2 separate regions of the Mus musculus genome follow, and region 2 is linked to region 1. Evidence: chromatin contacts called from public HiChIP or PLAC-seq data. All regions are on one chromosome and are shown on one strand. Each heading gives the region's core, a stretch centred on a gene start, on an enhancer-like site or on the middle of the called end of the contact. The rest is flanking DNA. Distances are from core to core; before and after follow the strand shown.

What was found. HiChIP or PLAC-seq counts read pairs in DNA pulled down with a chosen protein or histone mark.
Region 2: an H3K4me3 HiChIP or PLAC-seq map of bone marrow-derived macrophages shows a contact between it and region 1, with 4 times the contacts expected there. The contact joins the enhancer-like site here to the promoter of Itpka in region 1. A contact is called at or near these places in 3 of 39 promoter capture datasets (the 3T3-L1 cell line, hippocampal neurons and liver), 1 of 115 datasets of contacts at active chromatin or transcription factors (bone marrow-derived macrophages) and 1 of 9 other capture datasets (liver).

The regions. Positions count from the first base shown.
Region 1 is chr2:119,740,161-119,745,856 of GRCm38.p6, forward strand. It overlaps Itpka (inositol 1,4,5-trisphosphate 3-kinase A), which reads left to right and starts at 2,177. Exons shown (of 7, transcript NM_146125.2): 1 at 2,177-2,701. The coding sequence starts at 2,219. It overlaps Gm25857 (a small nucleolar RNA gene), which reads right to left and starts at 796; the gene lies at 668-796.
Region 2 is chr2:120,378,711-120,383,857 of GRCm38.p6, forward strand. It overlaps Tmem87a (transmembrane protein 87A), which reads right to left. Exons shown (of 20, transcript NM_001110496.1): 8 at 2,057-2,118; 9 at 881-1,064. Among named protein-coding and RNA genes, the nearest start is that of Ganc, 23 kb to the right of the region's middle. Within about 2 kb of position 2,926, at least 3 of the 459 cell types and tissues checked have an H3K27ac peak or open chromatin away from gene starts, as enhancers often do. A contact at or near this core is called in bone marrow-derived macrophages, where this site is marked.

The DNA.
Region 1 (5,696 bases), core at 927-3,426:
GCTTACTATTTATTAGTTTATTATGACCTATCCAGGCCTTGCCTCAGTATGGAAGTTCCCTCTGTTTTCTGCCTGTCCTTATTCATCTAACAAAATCCACCTAGACAGCACATACTGTTGTTATTGTTGAGAAACGGTTTCATGTAGCCCAGGCTGGCCAGCTTATAACTATGGATGGATGGCTTGAATCCCTGATCCTTCTCCTTCTGCCTAATAGAAGGTAGCATAGACATTCTCTGTGGCCCACAGCAACATTCTTTGGTTCCTGCTAAACTTGGGTGAGGACGTGATACAAGAAAAATAATTGTTCTGGGATTTCTCTCAGCTGCTAGGCTAGACCTTCAGCCTACTAGTCCAGCATTGTCCACACACTGCCTGGCACACAGGTACCCAGTAACATGCTCCCTCCTCCCTCTTCCTATTTTCCTCTGTCAGGTCCCAGTCTACCCTCTGAGATTCCCTGCTACAAGCTGGCATAGCTCTGGGCTCAAACACTCAGACATGCACACCTCTGCCCCAGAAAACGTTTCCAGGAGTCCATGCTGTTTCTTCACTTCTCCAAGGAGGAAGCAAGTGTTCAGACTGTGGTTTCCTTTCTCTTTTGCTTTCATTCCTCCCACACACCTCCTCCTCCTCCTCCTTTTTTTTTTTTTTTTTTAATTCCAAAATCTATACAGAAGCTGAGTGGCAGCTGCAGGCACTGTGATGACCTGGGCTGTCAAAGCCTCCCCATTACTCTGGCATGCAGTTGGAGATCCCATGGCTACAAGCAGCCACCGCCCCTGGAAACACCCCCCCCCAACTTCTCCCTTTATCAGTCAGTCATCTAGAGATCTTCTCTCTTTGCGAAAGGTTCTCCTCCTCCCTCTTAACTTCTGGCTGAAGAGAGAAAAGGCAAGTCTCATACTTAACCCTGGGCTTGCCCCAGCAATCCCAGGGTTGTTGTTCTAGGTGTTCCATGACAGGACCCTCAATTCTTTTAGGGGAAGGCAGACAAGTCTGGCTTCTGCTCACAGTAGCCTTGAAGTTCAGCTGAGCACCTGCAAGCAGAGGCCAGAGACCCATTCAGAGATGACAAGAAGGATTTCCAGTGTCTGAACTTCTACATCGGTGTTCTCTTTTCAGTATGCAGCCATAACTCTAGGCCGTGTGAAGTTTTTCTTCTGTTTACAGATAGGGAGATGGATAGAAGGAGTGAGCCAAGATAGGGTGGCCCGAGACACTGGCTGTCTATTACAACACTAAAAAACACTCGCATTTTTGGAGCACCAAGACTTTTTCGTTCCTTTCATGCTGGGCATGGAATCCAGTTCTAGTCGCGTACTACGCAAGTGCTCTACCGCTGAGCTACGCACTCAACACCCATCTCTAAAATTTTACTCTCAGAGCAACCCTGCAGCTCCGCGACGAAGGAGATTCAGCAGTTCAGAGAGGCGAAAGGACTCCTTTTGAAACCACAAAGCTCCAAAGGGGCAGGAGGGGGAGGAGGAGAAGAAACAGCTAGTGGGGGGCTGGAGAGGGGCGGTGGAAATGCAGGCCACCACCGGCTGTGATACTTGGAGAGAGTCAGACTCCGCCTCTTGACCTTGTTCTCTGCCCGCTGGGAAGTGGAGAGCTTCGAGGGGTGGGGGTGGGGAGCAGTCTCAGCTCGACCCTGGCCACAGACTCTAGTTGGGCACACTCCTTGAGGTGTGGCTTCCTTGGGTGGCTGACGGCCTTGAACTCCGAATTAAGGGGCCCAGGCCAGAGAAAAGCCCCAGAGACTCAAAAGACTTTGACCAGGAAGGTTGGAACACGGAAAGGAGCCCGAGGAAGCGAGTGAAAGAATGGGCACAGCTTCTTCCTGTGCAGATTAAGACCTCTGGTTCCCATTGAAGGAATCCCTCAAAAGCCGCGGGAGGGCACTGGGCTCAGGTGCGGGGCAGGTCCCTTCTGCCACCTTGAGGGCAGGTCTAGAGATAAGGCGGGGGCCGGACCTGGGACTTCCACGTTACACTCGGGACACTGCAAGCCTCCTGCAGCAGCGAGGGCCCCCGGAGGCCCGCGCTTTCTCAGAAAGTGAAAGGAGTGGGCGGGGGGCGCGGCCGGGGCGGGGCGCGGCCGGGCGGGCGTTGCCGAGGCTCCGCCCCGGGGCAGTCCCAAGCCCGGGGCGCTGAGCGTCTACAGTCCCCGCCGCGCCGCGGGCTGGTGGGCTCGGCTGCGGCTCCGGTGCCGGGAGATGACCCTGCCCGGGCGCCCGACGGGCATGGCGCGGCCACGGGGCGCGGGGCCCTGCAGCCCCGGGCTGGAGAGGGCTCCGCGCCGGAGCGTCGGGGAGCTGCGCCTGCTCTTCGAAGCGCGCTGCGCCGCAGTCGCCGCTGCAGCAGCCGCAGGGGAGCCCCGGGCCCGCGGGGCCAAGCGGCGTGGGGGACAAGTGCCCAACGGGCTCCCGCGTGCTGCCCCTGCCCCGGTGATCCCTCAGCTCACTGTGACAAGCGAGGAGGATGTGACCCCGGCCAGCCCAGGGCCGCCAGACCAGGAGGGGAACTGGCTCCCAGCTGCGGGGTCGCACCTGCAGCAGCCACGCCGCCTCTCCACCTCGTCCCTCTCCTCCACCGGCTCCTCGTCGCTGCTCGAGGACTCGGAGGACGATCTGCTGAGCGACAGTGAGAGCAGGAGCCGCGGCAACGTGCAGCTGGAAACCAGCGAGGACGTGGGGCAGGTACGGGCCGCGGGGGCGGGGCCAGCGGGGGCTGCGCGCCGGGGACTCCGCTCTCTGCTCTGCTCTGACCGGCTTGCGTTCCCCGCCGAGAGCCCAAGCGGGGGACAGGGGGCATGGGGGCGGAGAGGGAGCCCAGGACGACCTCTCGCCTTGGTTCTTTTTCGGGGGCTAGGCAGGCGATGGTAACTGAGTGCCTGGGCGTCTAAAGGAGGTTGAGGAGTACGCGACCCACGGAGCGGGAGCCGGCGGGTCGGCTGGCGTACCTGGGTAACTGTCAGGTAGGGCTGGAGAGATCAGAGCGGGGTAGCCTTGCCCCGGGAGCCCTGAGAGAAAAAGGGGCGCGTGAGCTTTTCCCTCTCCTCCCCCTCTCGGTGCCGCGGCCCCACCCCCGCCGTTGCCACGGTTTCCCTCTCTTGAGTGGGAGTGGAGCGGAGCTCCTGGCTCTGCTCCGGAGCCGCTGCCGTCTGCTCCCCGCGCGCGCACGAGGCGTGGATGCGGGAAGGGAGGGGCGCAGGGCTAGAACCGAGCGGAACCAAGATCCACCTGCTGCGTCCCCCCTCCTCGCCCTGGCCTACTGCTCCTAAGTGTCCTGGGAAAGGTAAACTGAGGCTGACAAGAGCTTGCTAGTCTCTGTATGGCAATGTGAATGTTCCCGGGCCAATTTAACCGGCAGCTATCACCAGCCAGTGTGAGGTGAAGTCATTATTCGTGGTATGGCCCTCCTTGACTGGAGGTTGAACTCAGGGCCTCAAACACAGTAGGCAAGCACAACCACCACTGAGCTACATCCTAGCCCTCTTTTCTTGACACTAAATTGCCAAGTTACAGTGAAACACAGTCTATAGCCTATTCGGGCCTTGAACCTGCGATCCTCTTGTGTCAGTAATCTCCCTTGTTTTAACCATGGCCAGATAACTAAACTAACTGCCTGTGGACTGTGCAGCGTTGCTCTAGATGCATTTTACGCAAGCGTTCCTCGAGTGGAAAGAGAGAGAGAAAAAAACCGGGAACGCCCCGCTCTGCCCTGAAGGCCGCGTCCTGGCGACTTCGAGAGTAAGACGCGCGCCCAGGTTGCCTAGACACCTTGAGAAGAGCGCCGAGGTGTGGCCTGGGCCTTCTGGAACCTGGCATCCCTGCACACTAGGATTGGACCGAGGGAGGCAGTGTAACGACTCGAAGTGGCACTGTGACTCAGAGACTTGCAATACAAAAGAGAAAAGAGGGTGGGGGACTCACAGCAAGGATGTCGTCCCCCCACTTCCCGTCATCAGGTGTAGGTGCGGGGGCTCAGTCACGAGTCCTCTGTGCCTTTCGTCCTGACACCGTACGATCCGGTACGGTGGTCGTTCTTGGGGCGACTCTAGACTAGGTACTGAGGCGAATGTCGCCGAGGCCGAGGCTTCCCCAATACTGTGACTTGTGAGCAGTGGGAGGACCTCTGAAGAACCTGTACCGTAGATCTGCCACTCCCCTGCTCTAATCTCTGACACGGAGAGGCGGGCCCCTGTGAAGGGCGCGACCGGTGAGAGCTGGGAGGACCCGGGCTAGGGCGCAGGCACACCCGCTTCCCTGTTCCGCCCGCCAGGACCCCCTAATTGCTCAGGGAGAGGCTGTGTGGAGGAGGACTTGCAGTCTAAATCTGGGTCCAGTGTAGGTAGCTCCGGCAGGGGTCAGGACATCCAAGAGAAGCCCAAGCTAGCTGTTCCCTGCAAATCATCTTCCTTTCCCACCCTGGGTCTCCTCCGGGAGGCTGCAGGAGCGGTCCAGATGGCCTCTCAGGGACCTTTCAAACTCCCAGGTTGTCTCCCAGGCTTCCCAACCCCCCCGCCCGCCGGGGCCTCCCCGAAGGCAAACAGCTCCGGAGCTGCAGATAAGCCTGGAGCTGTTGACAGAGGCTGCCTGCGTCTGCGTGGAAGGGCCGGGAGCGGACTTTGCCTCACAGCAGGCCCCACAGCACACACGCTCAGCCGGCCTTTGAGGGCTTCCCCGGTCAGGAAGCAGAGCGGGTCCCACTGACCGTAAGGATGCACCTGGGGAAAGACGGTTCCTGCATTGTAGGGCTGCCGCCTAGCCAGCCAGCATCTCACACCCGACTCGAGGCCCTAGAAGGCTCTGCCTGTCTTAGCCAGGCTCCACGACCTTTCCTTTACTTCCTAGGCGCTTGTACAGCCTGCTCAGAGCAGGACATGAAGAGCTGGCTGGGCTCCCTCCAGCGGCCTTTTCTCTGATAGAAGGAAAATTCAAGAACAAGAAAAACTGAGCAACCAAGGGAGAAGCAGGAGGCCTACTCCAGGGGCAAGTGGTGTGACTCTAAGGCCTTGGCTGTCTCCTCAGACATTTGTGGGAGTGACCCTAGCAGAAGAGAGGGTGTTTTGATGCTTATTCATCTGGTTTTATTCTCTCAATAACTCAGGCTAGGTAAGGAGACCTGGATGCTGTCCCCTCCTGGACTCAGAACCCCCACACATCATTTTTCACTAATTATAGAGCAGAATTTAGGTTAACAGACTTCCTTTTTAAAAAGCAAATGCCCATGGGAAGGTGAAGTCGTGGGTCACTTATACCTTAGTGCAAATCATTTAGTAAATTTAAATTGGTTGCTCTCCCCACCATCACCACAGGGAGTGCTAGTTTGACAGGACAATTGGAACATGGGGAGGGTGTTGGGCTGGCAGAAATGTCAACCAGGATTGGTGACTCTATAGAGCAGTGATTCTCAACCTTCCTAATGCTGCAGCCCTTTAATGAAGTTCCTCATGTGTGGTGGCCACCAACCATAATATTTTTATTGCTACTTCATAACTGTAAGTTTGCTACTATTATGAATCATAATGTAAATATCAGTGTTTTCTGATGGTCAGATGACCCCTGTGAAAGAACTGTTTGTCCCTCACATGGGGTCGCGACCCACAGATTGAGAACCTCTGTTATAGAGGCCGAGAACACGATGGAAACTAAAGACAGCAAAGGATGTAGTCTGGTAGGGAATGGGCTG
Region 2 (5,147 bases), core at 1,676-4,175, 640 kb after region 1:
ATTTTTATAATTACCAGTCAACCTTACTAAACCTTAAGAGCCTCCCCATTTTCTTGTATTACTGTATTTTACCAGATCTTAGATGCACCCTTAAACACCCTGGTGCAAATATCTATGTGTCTTGAAATCAGTGGCATCTTACAATTAAATTGGCCATGTTTTCTTTCTTTCTTAGGGGTGCCTTGGCTATCAACCACAACTGAGTTTTAAGAAATATGATAATCGTTCCCTAAAGGGCCACTTTTCTGTGTTTCAACACAATTATTTTTGCATCATACAAAAATTTTGTACTCCTGAAATCCAAGATTAAAAGGAAAAGTCACAATGGCAATGACTCTGCTTTGGTCATTTTAAAAGTAACTGAAAGGCAGACCTATATAACCACTACTGACTTGAGAGAAGCTGGTATGCATCTCATCTGGCATCAAAAAAAGGCAAATTTGGGGCTGGAGAAATGCATGGTTCAGCAGTTAGGAGTTTGTAGTGCTCTTGCAAAGGACTTGAGTTTGGTGTCCAACACCTACACCTAGGTGACCCAAAACTGCCGCTCTGGTTCCCTGGGGATCTGATCCCTCTGGCTCCACAGGCACCTGCACTTATGTGCATGTAACATACCATCCATCCACCCACATATAGATCATTTAAAAATATAAAACTTAAAGGAGGGGGGAATTTTGGGTCTGGTAAGATGGTTCAGTAGATAAAGGTCCCTAATGTCAAACCTGACTACCTGAGCTCAATCCCCAGGGCACACATGGTGAAAGGAGAGACCTGATTCCCACATGTTGGTCTCTGACCTCCACAGGCATGCCATGCACAGGGACCCACACATGTACATAAAATAAACAAAAAATTTAAAATGGCACCTTTTAAAACATACCAGATTCTCCTTTGTATCGGATATTCTGAAATTCTGCATAAAACACAGCTTTCTCAAACATTCCAAGAAAGATGACAGCACCAATCCAAAATTGAATTCTCAGGAGATCTCTCCAGTAGCAAGCAGACCATGCCAGCCAGAGAACACCAAATAGTACGTACACAATACACATCACCATGAAAAACTGTTATCCAATTGGGAATGAAATAAAAAGCAGAATTAGAGCCAAGAACAAATTATTCAGATTTAAAATCAGCATACAATAAATATAAAAACCTCAAACAGTCTCTACCTTCTCTTCGAAAAATAACTGTATCTCTAGCATGTAATACTAATAAATAAGAAAGAATGATCTAGTCTAGATCTAGAATGATGTAGACTAGAGGCAGACTACAGAAATAACTGTCCTCAAAAGTGCCTGCTCCTTGCACTGATTGGGCCTTTTTAGCTCAGAATTCAGTGATAAAGTGAAGACAGCAGTGCAGACAACAGAGACCTGACAAGTCATGACTCAAGAAACACAACTGAAGAGGAAAACTACTAAAGGCAAGGGAGAGAGAGGGATCATGAACACAAGTCTGCAAACAGACAAGGTCCTCAGCACAGGCTTATGCGGTCTGCACACTCATATAAAGATGATGATACATGCTTCAGTCACTGTGAGCGGGCCCAGAGCTGGGTATCCACTGTTCTAGAGCCCAAATGTATGCTGTGAGGGGGCTACTGAGATTCTCCAGGCCACAAGTCATGACAATTTCATCCTACAGATAAAGGGGTCCCACAGGACTACATACACTCTCTCAAGGTCACTGTCTAATAAGAAGTTAGGGGCTGGGGAGGTGTCTCAGTGGTTAGGAACAACTGTTGCTCTTGCAGAGGACCTGGACTGAGTTCCCAGCATGCACATAGGGGCTCACAATAACCTTAACTGTAGTTCAAGGGGATCCAATGACTTTGTCTAATCTCTGCCGGCACGAGGTTCTCATATAGTACACAATCGGAACAGGCAAAACACTTACACCCCTAATGTAAAATAAGAAAATCTAATTTAAAAAGTTAACACCAAAACCTCAAGTAGCATTTTCTGAATGGCACTGGGATAATCCTTGATACTGCTACAAAACAGACAATTTCATATTAATTTACTGACAAGGTTAAAAAGACATGTTGACTTACAATCATCAGTGGGTAGTCTTCAAGAGTAAGGTATTCATAGGGACCCTTTACTTCAACAGTCACTGGCAAAACACAGATCTCAATTAATTTGATAGATTCAGTAATCAAATAAAACCCAATTAGTGTTTATTTTATGAAATTAGTAAAAGTTTCATCACTCACTTTTAAGTACTTCAATCATGGTGGAAAATGCATTAGATATAGTAACCTTTGAAAATGATGACTTATTCTTACAGTTGTTGATTTGGCTGGATGGATTTTTTCAAGACTCAGGTCCCCCTCATCATCAACACCCTGTAAGCACTGACTGTAAGCACAGGCTGACCTCCTCAGCTCCACATTCACAGCCTGTAAAGACTACACTCACTGGCACTGCTTCACAAAGCCATCCCCGAGAGCTATTCATCCATCGAGAGCTATTTCACCTTCTTTAAATTCAAACACTCTTGGTATAATACTTCTTACAGTGCATTCCTAATATTCTTGTCTTCTGCCCATCATTACGATTCCCTAATACTTTTTTACTTATTTTTTTATGATCTTGCAAGATGGATGTCACTTTCAAATGAGAATTTTTTTTTAATTTCATAATGAACTATATAAGTAATACACCCTTCCTAGTAAAATAAGATGTAAAAATAATCTGGCAGTTTAATTATATAAGCAGAATCCTACTCAAGAATGAAAACCAAAACAAACCCAAGAAGAATACACACAAGTCCTGACAAAGCACAGCTCTATTTATAAAACATAACTGACATTTCCCAAAACTTGGTACCAAACATTTTGCAAAAACCTGACTAAGTAAATAAATACTATTTAAGGAACCAAAAAATGTGTTATGTACAAAATGAGTCAGAGAAATCTGCCTCCTTGAAGCAACTCTACTGATTATAAGATTAACTGTTTTGAGCCAGTCCTGGTGGTATGGGTGTGTAGTCCCAGTATCTGGCGGGACTCTGGAAGATCCAGAGCTCTGGGGTAGCTCAGCTACATACAGCCAGTCAGAGCCAATCTTTTACATTACAATAAAAGATTGATGATTGCCAGGTGGTGGAGGAGCGAGCACATCTTTAATTCCAGCATTTGAGAGGCAAAAGTAGGTGGGTCTCTGAGTGCAAGGCCAGCCTGGTCTACAGAACAAGTTCCAGGACAGCCAGGACTACACAGAGAAACCGTGTCTTGAAAAACAAAAAAACAAAACAAAAAGATTGATGGTTTAAAAGCTGTCACTAAAAGAGCTGAAAAAATTCTAGAAATAGTTGCTAAGTCAAACTCTGACTTGGCTGGGCCTGGTGCATGACGTTAATCCTAGCCTTGGAGGCCAGGCTCCATCAAAAGTTTTAATGAGAAGATGAAAGAAGTCACTGTGGTGACACAGAATTATATTCTCCCCATTTGAGAGCCTGAGGCAGGAGGATTTGTTGCAAATTTGAGGCTAACCTAGACTATACAGCTAGACAAAACAAGACATTTGGGCTGGGTACAACACTTGCATAGCATATGTGGGCTCTGGGTCTAATCCCAGCACTGAAAAAAAAAATGAAAGAAGAGAACTTTCAGAGACAATTCTAGATTTCCCAGTGGTACTGTTGATCAAACCATGCCTTAATGTGCTTCCTCCAACAGATGTGTAAAAAACAAAAAAGGAGAAAAAGAAAAAGAAAAAAAAAAGACATTAAATGTGAAAACAAGACAAGTATTTCCAGGAATCAAGATGGAATGGAGACAGAACAGTGCAGAAGGTTGAAGCACAGTCATGCAGGACTCTGGTCGTGAAAACAAGGTTTACATGCCCGTTTACATGCAGTTCCTTTGTGAGCACTGAAACAAGTCAGAGTCAAACAGGAGAAAGGACAGGGTCAGGGTTGAGCGTGAGGTGGGCCTCTCCCCTCCCTCTCTGAGACAACTGAAAAGAAATACCAGCAACTGCTCTTCTCTGCCTGTTTGTTACCTGTCAGAAAAGTGTGAAGCCAGAGCAGCAGTTCTCAACCTGTGGGCGGCACTCCCCTTTGGGGTCAAATATCAGATATTTACATTATGATTCATAACATAACAGTAGCAAAATTATAGTTATGAAGCAGCAATGAGAATAGTTTTATGGTTGGGGTCAGCACAACATGAGGAGCTGTATTAAAGGGTCGCAGCATTAGGAAGGTTGAGAACCATACATTCTGAGTTCCAGAAATTAAAGCAGGTCACTACCTGGTCCACCTAGATCTGCTATACCGCCATATCACTACAGGGCAAAGTAAAGCCCATTGCGAATTGGGAGTTAAGGACTCAACACAAGGATCACAAAAATCTAAAAGAAAGTCAAGTAAGAAAGGTCAATGAGCTAGGTATGGTAACATAAGTCTTTAGTCTCAGCATTCAGGAGGCAGAGGCAGGAGGATCTACATGAGTACAAGGCCAACCTGATCTACAAAGCGAGTTCCAGGTCAGCCAGAACTACAAAGAGAAACCCTGTCTCAAAGAAACAAAATAAAAAACAACAAACAAACAAACAAACAAAAACAAAGAAAGATCAATGAAATATGTAAAATGGTCTGGGAAATTAACAAAGCCAAAAACAAAACAAAATTCCATGGAGATTTAACTAACTAAAGAAGACAAAGGCAATATGAAAAATGTTGTTATTTATGTAATTCTTGGTTTTCTTTATGATATACACACATGTTATATGTAAGCATGCACACATGTGTGGAGGCCAGAGGCTGGTGTCAGGCAGCTTCCTCAGTTACTTTCCATCTTATTTTTTGAAACAGATCTGGCTCTCAGCAGCTATGCTGGTTGGCCAGCAAGTTCCAGGGATCTGACTCTCCTCTCCTGTGCTGGGGTTACAGAGGTTTACCACTGTGGCTCTTACCACTGTGGCTCTTACCACTGTGGCCTGCTCTTCAGCTGGGAGTTAAGAATACAAACTCAGAACCCTCTGCTACAGCAACAAGTACTTTACTGACCAAGCCATCACCCAAACCCATCATTTCTAGGGTTCTGTAACAGGGTCTCAAAGACTCCATGCTGGCCCCAAATTCACTATGTAGCCAAGCATGGTCTTGAACTCCTTGATCCTCCTGCCTCAAACCCC